Regions from separate parts of the Mus musculus genome. Here region 1 is linked to region 2. Evidence: chromatin contacts called from public ChIA-PET data. All regions are on one chromosome and are shown on one strand. The core of a region is the stretch at or near the end of the contact, and the rest is flanking DNA. Distances in the headings are between cores, read along the strand shown. Region 1 holds the start of Zfp770 (zinc finger protein 770). Region 2 holds the start of Scg5 (secretogranin V).

Region 1 (6,980 bases), core at 1,796-4,295, 370 kb before region 2:
ACACTGGAACCCAGAGCATCGATGGATCATCAGGCCACACGCTGAGGACCCAATAAAGACTAATTGCTGATGGCTCACCTTGATCCTCTTTTCTTGCTTGTTAAATCTGATGTTATATCAAAACATAAGGCCTATAAAACCAGGAAACTATAGCCCAAGGACATGGAGACATTCAGTCACTAAAACAGGCAAAATATTGCTGATTGTGACCACCACTCTCACCATGAATCTCCCTGGTGTAAAATAGACATCTGCCATTTATAGCCAGGCCCTGGGATGCCAGGGTCTAGGCTCGCCACTGGGTGTCTATAAAGAGAACATCTTGTATATTACATGGGTGCACCACCTGTCAATTAAGAAGCCTATAGCCTATGGCTTAGGCAGGAAATAGAAGGTGGGACATGGGAGGAGAAAGAATTCTGGGACAGAAAGAGGCAGGGAGATTCACTGGGAAGAGGTGACAAGTCAGACACATGGTACCTGAGCACAGGTAACCAGCCATGTGGCAAAATGTAGGCGAGAATAAATGGGATATTCTAGTTAGGGAAGAGCCTAGCTATATGGCCAAGGTGTTTGTAAATATATTTTGAGTCTGAGTTTTATTTGTGGGCACATGGGACTGGGAAGAAGAACTGGTGCCATTCTTCAATAGTGCCAACCTAGAAACATTGAGGAGGGAAAACTGAGGAAGATCGTATTATGCCTGTCCCACTAAGGGAGCTGAGGTACCCTACTGTTTGGATGAAAAAGAGATCTATTGTCTCTTCTGGTCTTGTGTTACTTGGGCTAAGGGCTAAGAGCCCTATAGAGCTGATGAGTACTTAGACACAAAATTTGAAAGAAATCTTAGTTGTAAGATAGCCTGCACTTGCAACCTGGTCACCATCACCTTGAAGAGACGAGACTTGCTTCCCCCTTATGCCTACTGGGGACTTAGAACATACCTGACACGCCAAGATCTAGGAACCATGTTCACCATTCAAAGGTAAGGCAAAGCATCTCTTTTTAAATCCATAGGACCTTTGGTGAAAATCCCTGAGGCTCCCCTTCCCAGCCAGTTTTCCTCTGTACCCCCTGTATCAGGGACCACAAATTTTACTTCCAAGACCCCTTCTGTAGGATACCTAGGACTCCATTCAACACTCAGATTCCTGTTCATAGACACTGTTTTGGCTACCTTTAAGTTCCTAAACAGTCCCCAGCCCGATATGAGAGAGGACTGTTGGGTCTGCCCAAAACCCTAAGCTCCCTACTGTATAGGCATAGCAACAACAGATGCCAGACCATCAAGCTGGTTTCCCTCAACAATAGCATATCATGCCCCTGAGATACTCCCCTCACCTTAGGGTATATAAGGGGAACTGGAATTTATTTTAGGTCAAAAAGATATCCCTACCTACTTGATCTTAATCTCAAGTATGTCATGATCCTGATGTGTGTGCATTTGATAAAGGTCTTTAATAGCATCAGGCTAAAAGAGAACAATCTCCTGGCTTCACCCAGAGGGTTTTGGGTTGCCTGTACTCCAGGACTTACTCCTTTCTCTCTGTTAGCCATTTTGCCATTGAGCAAAAACCTGAATTGTGCATAATGCTACATATTCTACCCCAGATTTCCTATTATGAAGATACTGCAGGATGCAGTCACAAAGGTCTCCTGCAACAACTAGGTAGTGCCCCTATTCTGATACCCACACTAGTAAGACTGGGGATAGCAGGCTCTCCTGCACATGATAGGACAGCTCTAGTCCCGGGATGCCAGCATTGTAAAAATACCTGAGAGTACAAGTTGATAAAGACTTAGCCCAGCTTCACTCAGCCACCTTCTTCCTACAAATTCAAGAAGACTCCTTAGCTGAAGTAGTCCTACAGAGTCAAAGGGCTCTAAATTTATTGTTCTTAAAAGAAGGGGGCTTATGTATGGCCCTTGGAGAGCAAGGTTGTTTATAAGTTAATCACTCTGGGGTAATCAGGGACACTCTGGTAAAAATTAGAAGTAACATCCTTGATAGGGAACAACAGAGAAAGAAAGAAAACAGAGCTGGTATGAATCCCTTTTGAATTGGTCCCCTGGGTTAACTTCACTCATCACAGCCTTGGTTGAGCACCCCCCCCCAGCCCCCGATGCTTATATTTTCTAATGATAAACTTTGAGTCCTGCATCATTAATGCCTTGATTTCCTTTATCAAGAACAGAATTTCCCCTGTTCAGTTGTTGGCCTCTAGACCTAGTCTATCAGCTTAAAGGTCAGTCAGCTCTGCTTTGTCTAGATAGCCTATATGTTGCAAATGTTGTAAATGCTGCAAATGCACCTATTCCATAGAAAAACTGGTTCTGATGCTTGCTCCCATCACAGATTTGTATTTGGAGTGTGCATTCAATAAATCATCCATTCCTTACTGAGATTGGTGTCTGAGTCGTTTGTGTGGCTATTCCTGGACCCTAATAAGGGTTCTATCATTTCACAAAGCTTTTGTATTTGGTATAATGTCGAGTATTTTACATGCATGTTGTCCAAAGACATCTTACATAAATCATCAAAGAAGACCCAAAATGCTGGGCAAAGAGTTTTCTATATTGTAAATGTCCAAAATACATAGAACTAGTGAAATCAGCAAGACCAGCCCCTGGCAGGACAATGGATAGGGCCCCTGAGAGAAGCTGATTCTGTATGCCTTCACCTCTTGGTCGTATTTACAGAAATATGAAATGCTGAGAACAGTCGTGATCTAGAATGTACCTAATACTGAGAGTTTTACCAACAGCCCTGAGCTTACAAAAAATTATGAATGGGCTTTGAACTCTAATCATGGATTCCAATAAGAGCTGGCGTTTTACAGTCCTTTCTGGGACTTCCACAATGAAGGGTCGGTAACAGTAGGGCAGAAAGTGCATGCATCCATTTAGAGTCTTCCTTTTTCTCTCCTTGGAAATTGCAGCACTGGGTGGATAAAAAGCAAGCAAGGGCCCAAAGATCGTGAGAGGATGTTTCCGGACGGACCACATTCAGAGCGCGCCTGAACGCCGCGCTTGCGCACTCAGCCAGTCGCCGCGCTGACCCTGCGGACGTGAGCTTGCCTGCCGTCTTGGCGAAACCCAGGCTCTGAGATGCGTCCCTGCCCGGCGTTTGCCAGCTCCGGGTGAGTGTGGAGGACCCCAGAAGCCTGCGTGCGAGATGGAACGAATCCCGGGGAGGGTCAGGCCTGCCCAAGTCCCGCCGAGGTTCCTGGGGATCCGAACAGGGTGCCACGACCTCGGCTCCTTGCATGTGCTTCGTCAGAGCGGTAAACTCAAAAGAGCTGAGCCCCGCGCCCCATCTCCTGGGGTCGAATCACTTATTTCCCATCTTTCACTCAGCTCTTCCCCTGCACCCCATCTTCTGGCTGCAGTCAGTGGAGCTTTCACCCTTGCCCTTCTTTTCTAGGCATGGGATATCACAGTCCCTGAACTCGGCTTGACCCCTGCAGACTCCTTACTTGCACAGCAGATGAGGCCAAACACATAGCTTCCGTCTAGGGAAAGGTGATGCATGGATGGTTCAAGGCCAAGAGAGTGGGCCATGGAGAGAAAAAGAAAAAAAAAAAAAAAAGAAAGAAAGAGGCGAAGACTGTTGTAAATGTTACCATAGATAATTCTCCAGTTGGAACTCTTAAGTTTCTCTACGGTGTTTTATTTCTTTCTTGTAATTTATTTTGTATTTTGTGATTTTCTTTTAAAGAGGTATTTGCAAAGACAGTGCTACTTTCAACCTTGAAACAACATTGGATTTTATCGATGTCAGTTTTTATAGTTACTTGGCTTAACGTTGTGTGAGCTCCTATCATGTTATAATGTCTGGATAGTCATTGAGGCACATCCATTGGTTTGTCATGTTTCACTTTAACGTGAAAATTAGCTTTTGTGTATTTTTTAAAAAGTTTAAAAAGCCAATGGGGGAAAAAAGATCAGGTGAATGGGATTTAAACCTCTAAGTCCACAGGGGGGATTGTGCTTGGAGTGTGGAAATCCCTGACCTTTTACTTATAAATAGGAAGTGAGATCACCACTTGCCACAAATGATTCTGACAAGGTAGGGTTCGCAGTAAGTGCGTATCCAATCCTAATACTAGTGATAGCTACTTGACCGCAGACCCTTTTGAGTACAGGAGCTAGAGGTAGCCAGTGCCTGTTGTTTATAATCATATAGTTGCCTTGTGTTGTTTTAGTGCGAGACTTTTTGTTTTTTTGAGAGAGGGTGGTAGTCTGTAGAATCAGTAAGTGGAAGGAGAAGTATACAAAAAGATTGGAGAAGTTCTTGAGTTCCCCACACTCAAACCCTATAGTTTGACCTTAGGCAGTTACAAGGTTTTGCCCACCAACTTCCTGGGGAGAAGCTGCCTTCCCATTCCATACTTAGTATGGAGTCAGTGCAGTACAGAGGTTTTTTTCCTCCCTTTAGCCCTTCACCAGCCCTCTCCTGGCACAGCCCATAGGAAAAAGGGAAAGCCCTTTGTTAGACATTTTCCTCTTGTGCACTATATCCATTAACACTCACTTGGTGTCTTTCTGTTTAAGAGAACACTGTTGCAGCAAGTGAAGGAAGGTTTGATTATTTAAGCTTGGCTCATTGTACTGATTGACGACCATCTTGACAGTTGTGGCTCAGCAGGAATTCAATGAATTGCCTGACAGGAATTAAATATATTTCTGAATTCTTTGCAGTCTGCTGGGTTTATGATAATTTTAATCCTCCTAACCCTTAACTCTTTGCCAACAAGTTTGCATGTTGTTCGTTTTTAGGTTTTTGTTGTTGTTGTTTGGTTTTTGTTGCTTTGTTTTGTTTTTCAAAGCTGAGAGAAATAGAAATACCCATAACCCCAACAGGTGTTTGTTGCTGGGTTATATGATATATTTTATAAATTAGTAGAGTGTTTTATGGTCTAATTGTTTTATTTCGTTATTTAAATGAATTTTTTCTTTTGACTACTAATAAGATAATTTTGCATGCATATTTTAAAATAGTTGAACCAATGGGAAGAAAACAGGACTCTATTGTGTTCCTTAGAGCTCTTGCCTGTGGGCACTTACTATGTGGTATATATTCTGCTACTTTACCTATTAAGCCAATTGGCCTGCCTGTGATCCATTGAGTTGACTTTACAGCTAATAATGAGTATGGACCTGTACATCGGAAAACACTGTTAAAAGCAACTAGTACAAAATAGTCTCTCAAATTTTATTTGTTCCTTATTCAGATTGCACAATGAGTGTATTTGGTTTTGTGTTTAAAGTGTCGCCTAGGAGAGATAATAACCATATAGGTTGACTGTTTGCCAAGTTGGTAGACAAAAGAATTCTTAGTTTCTTGTATAGCTAGACATTCTGTATACTATAATGAAAGAAGAGGTGTAGCTTCAGTTAGTTTAGTTTTTATTTTAATTGCTGGCATATTTAAGGCTAATAGAATAGTAATGGAGAAGAACCTTGTCTTTTCTGGGTGATGATACATGAGAATTGTGAAATGTTTGTTAAGTTTTAGTTTGTCTCAAAGATATGTGTACTGAGTACATCTTAGACCAGAATGACCTATTTTGAATATTGCCTGACAAAGGAACCACATTCAACAGTCTGTTCTTTGTTCATAAATACACATGTGAGTGTGCAGGATGTCAGCCTCGTTCTTTTGTACTTGTTTTTGTCAGGAAGTCTTCAACAAAGCAGAAGGGAGAAAAGAACTACATTTTGTGTGTCTGTCTAAGGAACCTAAAATATTATTACAGAAATAAGAGTCACAACATAAAATTTGGCATCTCCTATTTCTGTGTTGCTTCAGGATTTCCTGACATGTGCACATACGTTATTGCCATTCATTTGCACAGCATTGCTCCCAGTTTAAAGAATCTCAAATTCTCCTTTCTTCCTGACACACGAACTATACAGGAAAAAAAAAAATCTAGGATTAAAACTCAGGTCTTCTGGGAATATTCTCCTTGTTGATCTTAAATATTTGAGGAGAAAGAAGGAGAGCGCTTTGTGGGTTTTTATTTTTTTGTTTTTTGTTTGTTTGTTTGTTTGTTTGTTTTTGGAGACTGGATCTCATTTTATAGCTGTGGCTGTATTGGAATTCTGTAAAGCAGTATAGACTTGAACTCACAGAGATCTACTTGCTTCTGCCTGCCATCTGCCGAGTTCAAAGGCATGTGCCATCCAGCCCATTGAGAATAGTTTTAATGTTGTGTCAACCATCTAAATATAATTAAATGAAATGGTTTATGATCAGAGCATGTCTGTAGTATTGCTATAATTCAATGATAATGTCTTGTTCTTAATATTTTATATTTTTACCTTTTTTATAATCAATTTACAAATATTTATTTACTGTTAGGGCAGGAGTCTCACTAGCTGAGCCTGGCCTGAAATTGCTGAATAGCCCATATTGACCTCAAACTCACGGTCTTTCCTGTGTTTAATGTATGATGGGTAGCTTTAGAGGTGCACCACAATAACAGGGTGTTTTTTTTTTTTATAATGACAAAGCAACTTATTGGCATATCTAATAATGAAGAAAGTTGGAACTGAAAGGGTTATTGAATGTTAAAAAATAAGGTTTGGTCATTTTTCAGTATAGCTTATCAAGTTAAAAAAGTACTTTAAAAACTTGTAGAATTTTAAATATTTTTAAGACTTAAATCTGTCTAAAATTAGTTCTATGATTATAAAGAATTCATCTAAGATGGTTGTTACAGTACTTGAAAACACAAGAAAAGTACAAATTCTCCCATATTTTTAATCTTTAGCCTAAGGAAATTACTTGCTTTTATACAAATCTTAAAATTAATACTTCGTTGGTTTTGTTTGTTTAATTTTTAGAACTCTGTGGAACTTAAGAATGCCATGGAACTCATCAGGATATGCCACTGAGGAATGTGATGGCTGAAAACAACTTTAAAATGCTGAAGATTCAGCAATGTGTAGCCAACAAACTACCTAGGAACAGGCCA
Region 2 (6,822 bases), core at 2,344-4,843:
ATGCTTGTGTGCTGGTGTGTAGATACAGCGGGCGGGCAGTTGCAGGATGCTTGTGTGCTGGTGTGTAGATATGGCGGGCGGGCAGTTGCAGGATGCTTGTGTGCTGGTGTGTAGATATGTCGGGCGGGCAGTTGCAGGATGCTTGTGTGCTGGTGTGTAGATATGGCGGGCGGGCAGTTGCAGGATGCTTGTGTGCTGGTGTGTAGATACAGCGGGCGGGCAGTTGCAGGATGCTTGTGTGCTGGTGTGTAGATATGGCGGGCGGGCAGTTGCAGGATGCTTGTGTGCTGGTGTGTAGATATGTCGGGCGGGCAGTTGCAGGATGCTTGTGTGCTGGTGTGTAGATACAGCGGGCGGGCGGGCAGTTGCAGGATGCTTGTGTGCTGGTGTGTAGATCGGGGTGCTTGTTAAGTAGGGTCTGTCTGAAGTGGTCCCACTGTAGAGCAGTTTGGACTTTCATACTTGCACATGGGGCTACTTTGTTTTTCTTTATTACTGAAGCATTTACACATAACTTTATTGTGATTTCCTGAAGCAGGGGTTATAATAACTTTAGAAGATACTGTTGGCTAGGTTTATTTATATAAAAGGGACATGAGTTTTATTCTGCATGCTTGATCAGAAGAATACAGGAAGTTGTGCTTGTGCCTCTTGTTATTCCTTCACATCAGGAACATTGTTCACAGAAACTTCTAGTACATAAAGGGAATGATGAAGCCCTGCAAACCTTATGTCTTGAATTATTCATGTTTGTTGCCTTGACCCAAAACCAAGAAGTTAATTGGCCTCAGTGGTATGTGAACACTTTTGTTGGAGACAGAGGGATTTATTTGGTCAGCATCGCCTGTGGTTTCACTTGAATTTTGAATTAAAGACAGTGAATAAAGCATAATGACAACAAAGGTACTGCATACTTTATAATGTTGAGGTAAATGATTAATCGTAAGCCATACTTCATTTTTAAAGGTGATTTGGATCATATTTTGTCCAGTATGACAATGAAATTTTTAGGCAGGTATAGTTAAACTGGAAAATTTTAATCAAGTTGTTTTTTTCCTATGAAGATGGTTGATTTTAGAATTGAATTGTTAATGTACCTCTGTACATTTTACTTAGATAAATATCAGATAGTGTTATCATGTGTTTAAATGTTATTTATTTAGCATAGACATTAAAAATAGCTCCTGGGAAACGTCTTGTCTGCGTGTTGTATTTTAGATGTAAAACACTGCACACACTATCAGTGTGCGTTTGTGTGTGAAGAACTAACGTCAGGTTCTCAGGGTTACTTTGCAGGTTCTACGTGAAGCCTTGCGGTGATTAGATTTATTTTACATGTGTGTTGTCTTCATGTAAGTATGTATAACACACGTGTGCCTGTCCTCTAAGATGAGAACAGCAGTTGATATCCTGGATGGTTGTGAGCCACTGTGTTGGTTCTGGTAACCAAACCTGGGCCTTCTCTGTAGGATTGGAAACCAAACCTGAGTCCTTTACAAGAGCAACAAGTGCTTTTTAGCTGTAGTACAACCCTTCCACCCCCAAATTTCTGTTTTATTTCAAAAGTTCATTATATTTCCAATGTTCATTATCTAGTAAAACTCTCTAGTCTTAAACTTCATATTCATCTGATCAAAACAGACTAGCCATGCATTTTCAGTATGCCTGGAACAGGTTGTATGGATCTTATACCTAAAGTGGATAAGAGAAATATTTCAGATTTTGGAATATTACATAGGTTTTACTGATTGAAGTGCTTCCAAATGTGAAACATTTTGAGCTAAGTTTTCCTGTGTATTAAGAAAGCCTCCTATGATTTCAGTGGGTGTTTAATGCCTGAGCAGAGCATGGTGCAGATGCACTCAGAAGATAGAGGTGTGTGGTGGTGGTGGGGAATCTACAATTTAAGATTGAGGAATGAGTTGTTTAACTCTTTAAGATTCCACATTTCTTATTTGGGAGGTGAGAAAGTTTTAAAATGTGGTTTCATTTTTGTATTTCTTATCTTATTCAAAAATGAAGATTGTTGCTAATTTCATGGGCTAAAGGTCAGACAGTATATACATTTTTGCTTTCTGAAGTTAAAAGTGTACAGTAACTTCAAGAGTTATTCTCATTTTTTTAAGTGTAAGAAACTAGTATTTGGGTGTTCTCATAAATAAGCAGTAGATTTTAATACACAAAGCACTAAAGTTAGTGGGTTTCTGGGTTACATTCTACGGTCACTAAGAACTTACTGTAGGGTTTTGAGAAACAAGTATAGGATATATATGATTCATATTTTATTTTAAAAATACCAGGTTTTAGTCAAGTGTACTGGCACATGCCTGTAATCTTACCTATTCTGGAGGCTGAGGTATGTAGGCTCTTTTGAGATCAGCCATGGTAAGACCCATGCACTCCTCAAGCTTGCATGTGAACTGTTGCCCAGGGGCTCAAGCTGAATGCTTTGTTCCTAGCTAGTGGCACTGTAGCAGTTGTAGAACCATTAGGAGTAAGTGTGTCACTGGGGGACCTTGTATGCTCTGCTCTTTATCCTGACCCTCCATGAGCTCCCACCGTCATGTACTGAAATCTCAAAAGTTGTGAACCAAAATTTTATAAAAATGTCCTTTCCATCTGCATTTTGTCAGCAATAAAAGGTCTTCACACCCTGTCTAATAAGTACAACATGAATCGTACAGTTTTTGTATGTTTCTGTCAACTACACAGCCAGCAACCTATTTTTCCAATATTAAGTTGAATATAACTGAGCTATGTTGAAGTCAACTTGAGAGTAAACAGTATTCATTAGTAGTAGGTATTGTGTACCTGAATCCAGGAGAGTGTTTATTATCTTGACTGAAACAGAAAGCATCCAGGGAACCAAAGGCACTAGATGTCTGGCTTTTCACACAAACTTCTGGCTGACAAGTCTTCCAGCTTCTATTCATTACAGTAAAATGTCAGTGGGTTTGCTGCTTCTAGCTGCAGTAAGAAAAAAGAAAATCTGAATTCTAACCACATCCTGGAACTTGCTGTTTACCACAAGTTTCTTGATGAAGGCTTTGCAGCATTTGTACTGTTACTTTTAGGGCCAGGAATCTCCTAAGATCCTGGGTCCCACCGTTGGTATCACAAAATAGAAGTTCCAGGTCTGTTTAGGTAAGTTCTGCATGCCCCGAAAGTGTCCTGCACGTTCACCTCTTAGTGAACTTATGAAGCAATGCTCAGAGCCTCCGGGTCCCCTGGGGCCTTAAGGGAGGGTAGCACTGTCACCAGGGCTTAAGTGCGGGGGTAGGAAAGGAAAAGTACTAGAAGAGAGTATGAACATTCCAGCATGAAACCCATTTGTATGGTAATTCTAAAATCTAGAGGATGTCAATTAAAGATGCCATCTACTTGTGGCAATTGCTTGAGACTGATAAAGGAGGTAAATGACGTTCATAGGGGTCGATGGAGAAAGGGGGCACCCTAGAAACAGCCAAGAGACACAGAGACTGCTTCAGTTGGAGCTGAGCAACATTCCAGGCCTGAGACGCAGGCGCCTGCAATGCCTTCCAGGAATTCTGGGAAGGCCTCTTCCACCTGCTGTGGGCGGGGCCTGGGTGGACCGAGGTTTCGGAGGGAGGTGACGCAGGAGCTATCCAGCACGTCAGCTCCCTGTTTTGGCCTAGATTGCAAGAAGCTCGCCCGCGGCCACACGGTGAGTTCCGCAGTGATGCAGGTGATGCGGTCCGACTTGTCGTTCAGCTGAAAGCGGGAGTGCTTGGGTTCCTTGGGTGTGGGGGAGCATGCCCTTCAGAAACCCTAGCTGGGGTCAGACAAAGGATGGATGCGGGGATTACAGGGGGTGGTTATAAATAAGGGGTGGGGGTGGAGTTCCGAGAGCAGCGATTGGGTAGTTCATCCGTGGGCTAGCCAGTAAAGAAAACATCCTGTATTCGGAGTTCATGAAGAAAGATGGAGATGATGGAGCCTGGTGCCCGCATCCAGCCCTTTTATCACAGCGGTAGATTGTGCTGTTAAAATAGCGGTCCTTGGCTCTTTGAAGAGCATGGTTTTAATGTCTGTGAGTTGCAAGGAAAGGCCGTTAGCTGCAGACAGATAAAATGAAGTATTTGTTTTAGGGAAGATATTTGGCTTGTTCCCTACCTTTTTATTCCCTATTCCCGTGTGAATGCTCAAAAGGGTTTATCTGACTATGGCCTGAAGCACCCATCCTGAACGAGCAGCTGCCAGGGAAGCTGTGTGAAAACTGTTTCCTTGTTCAGCTTCCCGTGGCTTCTACGGACACCAACATGTAAGGCAGATTTATCCCCCACCATGTCACTGTCTTTCCTCTCCCTGCTGCTTCTGCCTCCGCAAACCTTAACTCCCAGAACCGCTTATTACCATCAAGGGGCTAGACGTGCAGGGGGCTTACTAGGTACCTGGCTTTGCTCCATGCTCCTTACATGATTTTGATCTTTATCTTCACAGTAACTCTATAAGATAGATTGTTGCTATCCTTGGTCTGTAGAAAAGGAGGCTGAGGAACTTGCCCAGGAAGACCTAGCTGGTATGCAGTCAAGCGTCTCATGTTGCTTGCTTCCCTCATCACAGAGCAGGATAGGAGTTGGCGTACCTCTCTGCTCGGGATCTTCACCTATTGCCTGCTGGTCTGCTAAGTTCAAACACCCTCGGCCACTACTCCAGACCTTTCTCTGGGATGTTTTTTGATTGTCTGTTTGTTTTTTACTGTTTGGGTCTCCCTAACTCCCTTTTGTTATTCCTTTCTTTCCTTAAACTAGGAGATCTTAAAAATTACCACCCTCCCTATCTCAAATCCAAAAGTGCTTAGATTGCAAGGATCACAGACCATAGATGTGAGAACATATTCCTGTCCTTAGAATCCTCAGGTGTCAAGTTAGAGGGACTAGTTTATCCTAGACTCTTCTGTCTTCTTATTTCCTTCACACAGCGGTTTCCTACCTGGCTTGGACACAAAGCAAACCTCTAGGAATTTTTCATTTGAGTCTCCTTTCAGGGTGGTCCTTCAGCCTCAACTTGTGAGTCATAGTTATATCACCCCAGTTGTGTTATGGTTGCCCATTTTGGCCAAGTTATATAACTTGGTCCTTTCTTCTGCAGGTTAAAAATGGCCTCAAGGCTGGTCTCTGCTATGCTATCTGGCCTTTTGTTTTGGTTGATGTTTGAGTGGAATCCAGCATTCGCTTATAGTCCACGGACCCCTGACCGGGTCTCAGAGACAGACATCCAGAGGCTGCTTCATGGGGTTATGGAGCAGCTGGGCATTGCCAGGCCACGCGTGGAGTACCCGGCTCACCAGGCCATGAATCTTGTTGGGCCACAGAGCATCGAAGGTATGCACTCTTCCAAACTGACAGTGTTTCTATTGTATTTCTGAGGGTTTTTGTTTTGTTTGGTTTGGCGTGTGTGGGGGTATTGTTTTCTTTTTTTACTGGTAGAATCTTATTTAGACCAGACTTTCACTGAACTTCCTATGTAGCCAAGGATTACCTGGAGCTCTAATCCTACTGCCTCCACCTCCCCAGTGCTAAGACGGGGAAACGTATGAGGTTCTGAGGAAGGAAGCTGGGGCTTCAGGCTAAGCAAGCACTCTGGGCTGAGCTGCATACCTGGCACTATTTCTCCTGATATGTAATTTTCCCTACTAGGACCACCTCACAGTGCTGTCTGCTCCAGGGCTCTAGGTTGCTGTGAATAGTGTTGACACATGATGCCCATTTCTGTCTTGTTGCTGTCACTTTGAACCATTGATATGCTGTGTATTTTGGTTGACATTTGATTTCAGGAGTAGATTAGCCTAAATAACTTGAATCTGCAAGCATGCAACCATGGCAAATGGCTTGCATCAAGATAAATCAGATAGGACTCCTTGCCATTCTTTTAGGAAGAGTCTAAACTCTAAGTGGCACCAGTCACCTGTTCCTGTTTATTTAATTTTTTTTTTGAGATGGTAAATATCTGCTCTCTCCACTAGTAAAGTATATGGTTAATCACTCTGCTGTTGCCATGGGGAAGGGTCTCCCTGGTATCAAAAGCCTGTGTTTTTCAGAGCCTTGTTTTATTCACTCAGTCAGTATCCAACCGTGTATTGTCCTCCATATGCACTTTGCAGGATGCTGGGGCACCCCTGTCCTACGTGGTTCAGACTAACTGGGAGAAGGGAACTGACAAAAAGTCATTACGGTGTATTCTGATATGCACTGCTTCCATGGAACAAAGAGTAGGAGGTAGGTCAGGAATAGGAAACGCTTCTTAGGGGAAGTTCCATTTGGCCTGGGTCTTGAAGTTTGCATAGGAAATCCCCAGGGGAGTGTGGTGAAAAGGCACAGAGGAAGGAAAGAGGATGGATTACAGTGGATCTGTCCTTAATCTTGAGGTAATGAGCTGCCATAGCAACGTCAAGACTCCTGTAAGGGATGGGCATTGACTTGTGCTTCCATTGACTGCTGCTCTACCTTGAATTACCACAGCATTAGCAGTTTCTCAGGACACACATTGTCTCCCAGTTACTTCTGTTCCAACTCTGGCAGTCTCTCTCCATTCAGAGTCAAGCCAAGGTGAATTCTGATGTTGCCCAGCCATACAGCGACACTGGTGTGGGGGCTTTTAAGAAGCTTGTTAAGGTGACTGACTGGCAGACTTCATTTCCATGCAGTTATCAGCTCAAGTTCCCTTTTTGATGGCTGTCGGCTGGGAAGTCCCTTGGGAAGGACACTGCCTCGAATATTCCTATGCAGAATATCCTGAACAAGAATGTTCTGTTGTGACATTTTACTTCTCCATTATCAGCCCCTTTAATCTGATAAGGGT

The links. ChIA-PET counts read pairs in DNA pulled down with a chosen protein or histone mark.
Region 1: an RNA polymerase II ChIA-PET map of memory CD8 T cells shows a contact between it and region 2, with 18 read pairs. The contact joins the promoter of Zfp770 here to the promoter of Scg5 in region 2. A contact is called at or near these places in 2 of 39 promoter capture datasets (the C10 cell line and pre-B cells), 5 of 115 datasets of contacts at active chromatin or transcription factors (the 230-238 cell line, bone marrow-derived macrophages, effector CD8 T cells and 1 more) and 2 of 9 other capture datasets (liver and macrophages).

What each region holds. Positions count from the first base shown.
Region 1 is chr2:114,197,497-114,204,476 of GRCm38.p6, reverse strand. Zfp770 (zinc finger protein 770) reads left to right here and starts at 3,045. Exons shown (of 2, transcript NM_175466.4): 1 at 3,045-3,140; 2 at 6,850-6,980. The coding sequence starts at 6,891.
Region 2 is chr2:113,825,862-113,832,683 of GRCm38.p6, reverse strand. It overlaps Scg5 (secretogranin V), which reads left to right and starts at 3,593. Exons shown (of 6, transcript NM_009162.3): 1 at 3,593-3,685; 2 at 5,113-5,345. The coding sequence starts at 5,120. It overlaps Arhgap11a (Rho GTPase activating protein 11A), which reads left to right. Exons shown (of 12, transcript NM_181416.3): 12 at 1-1,192.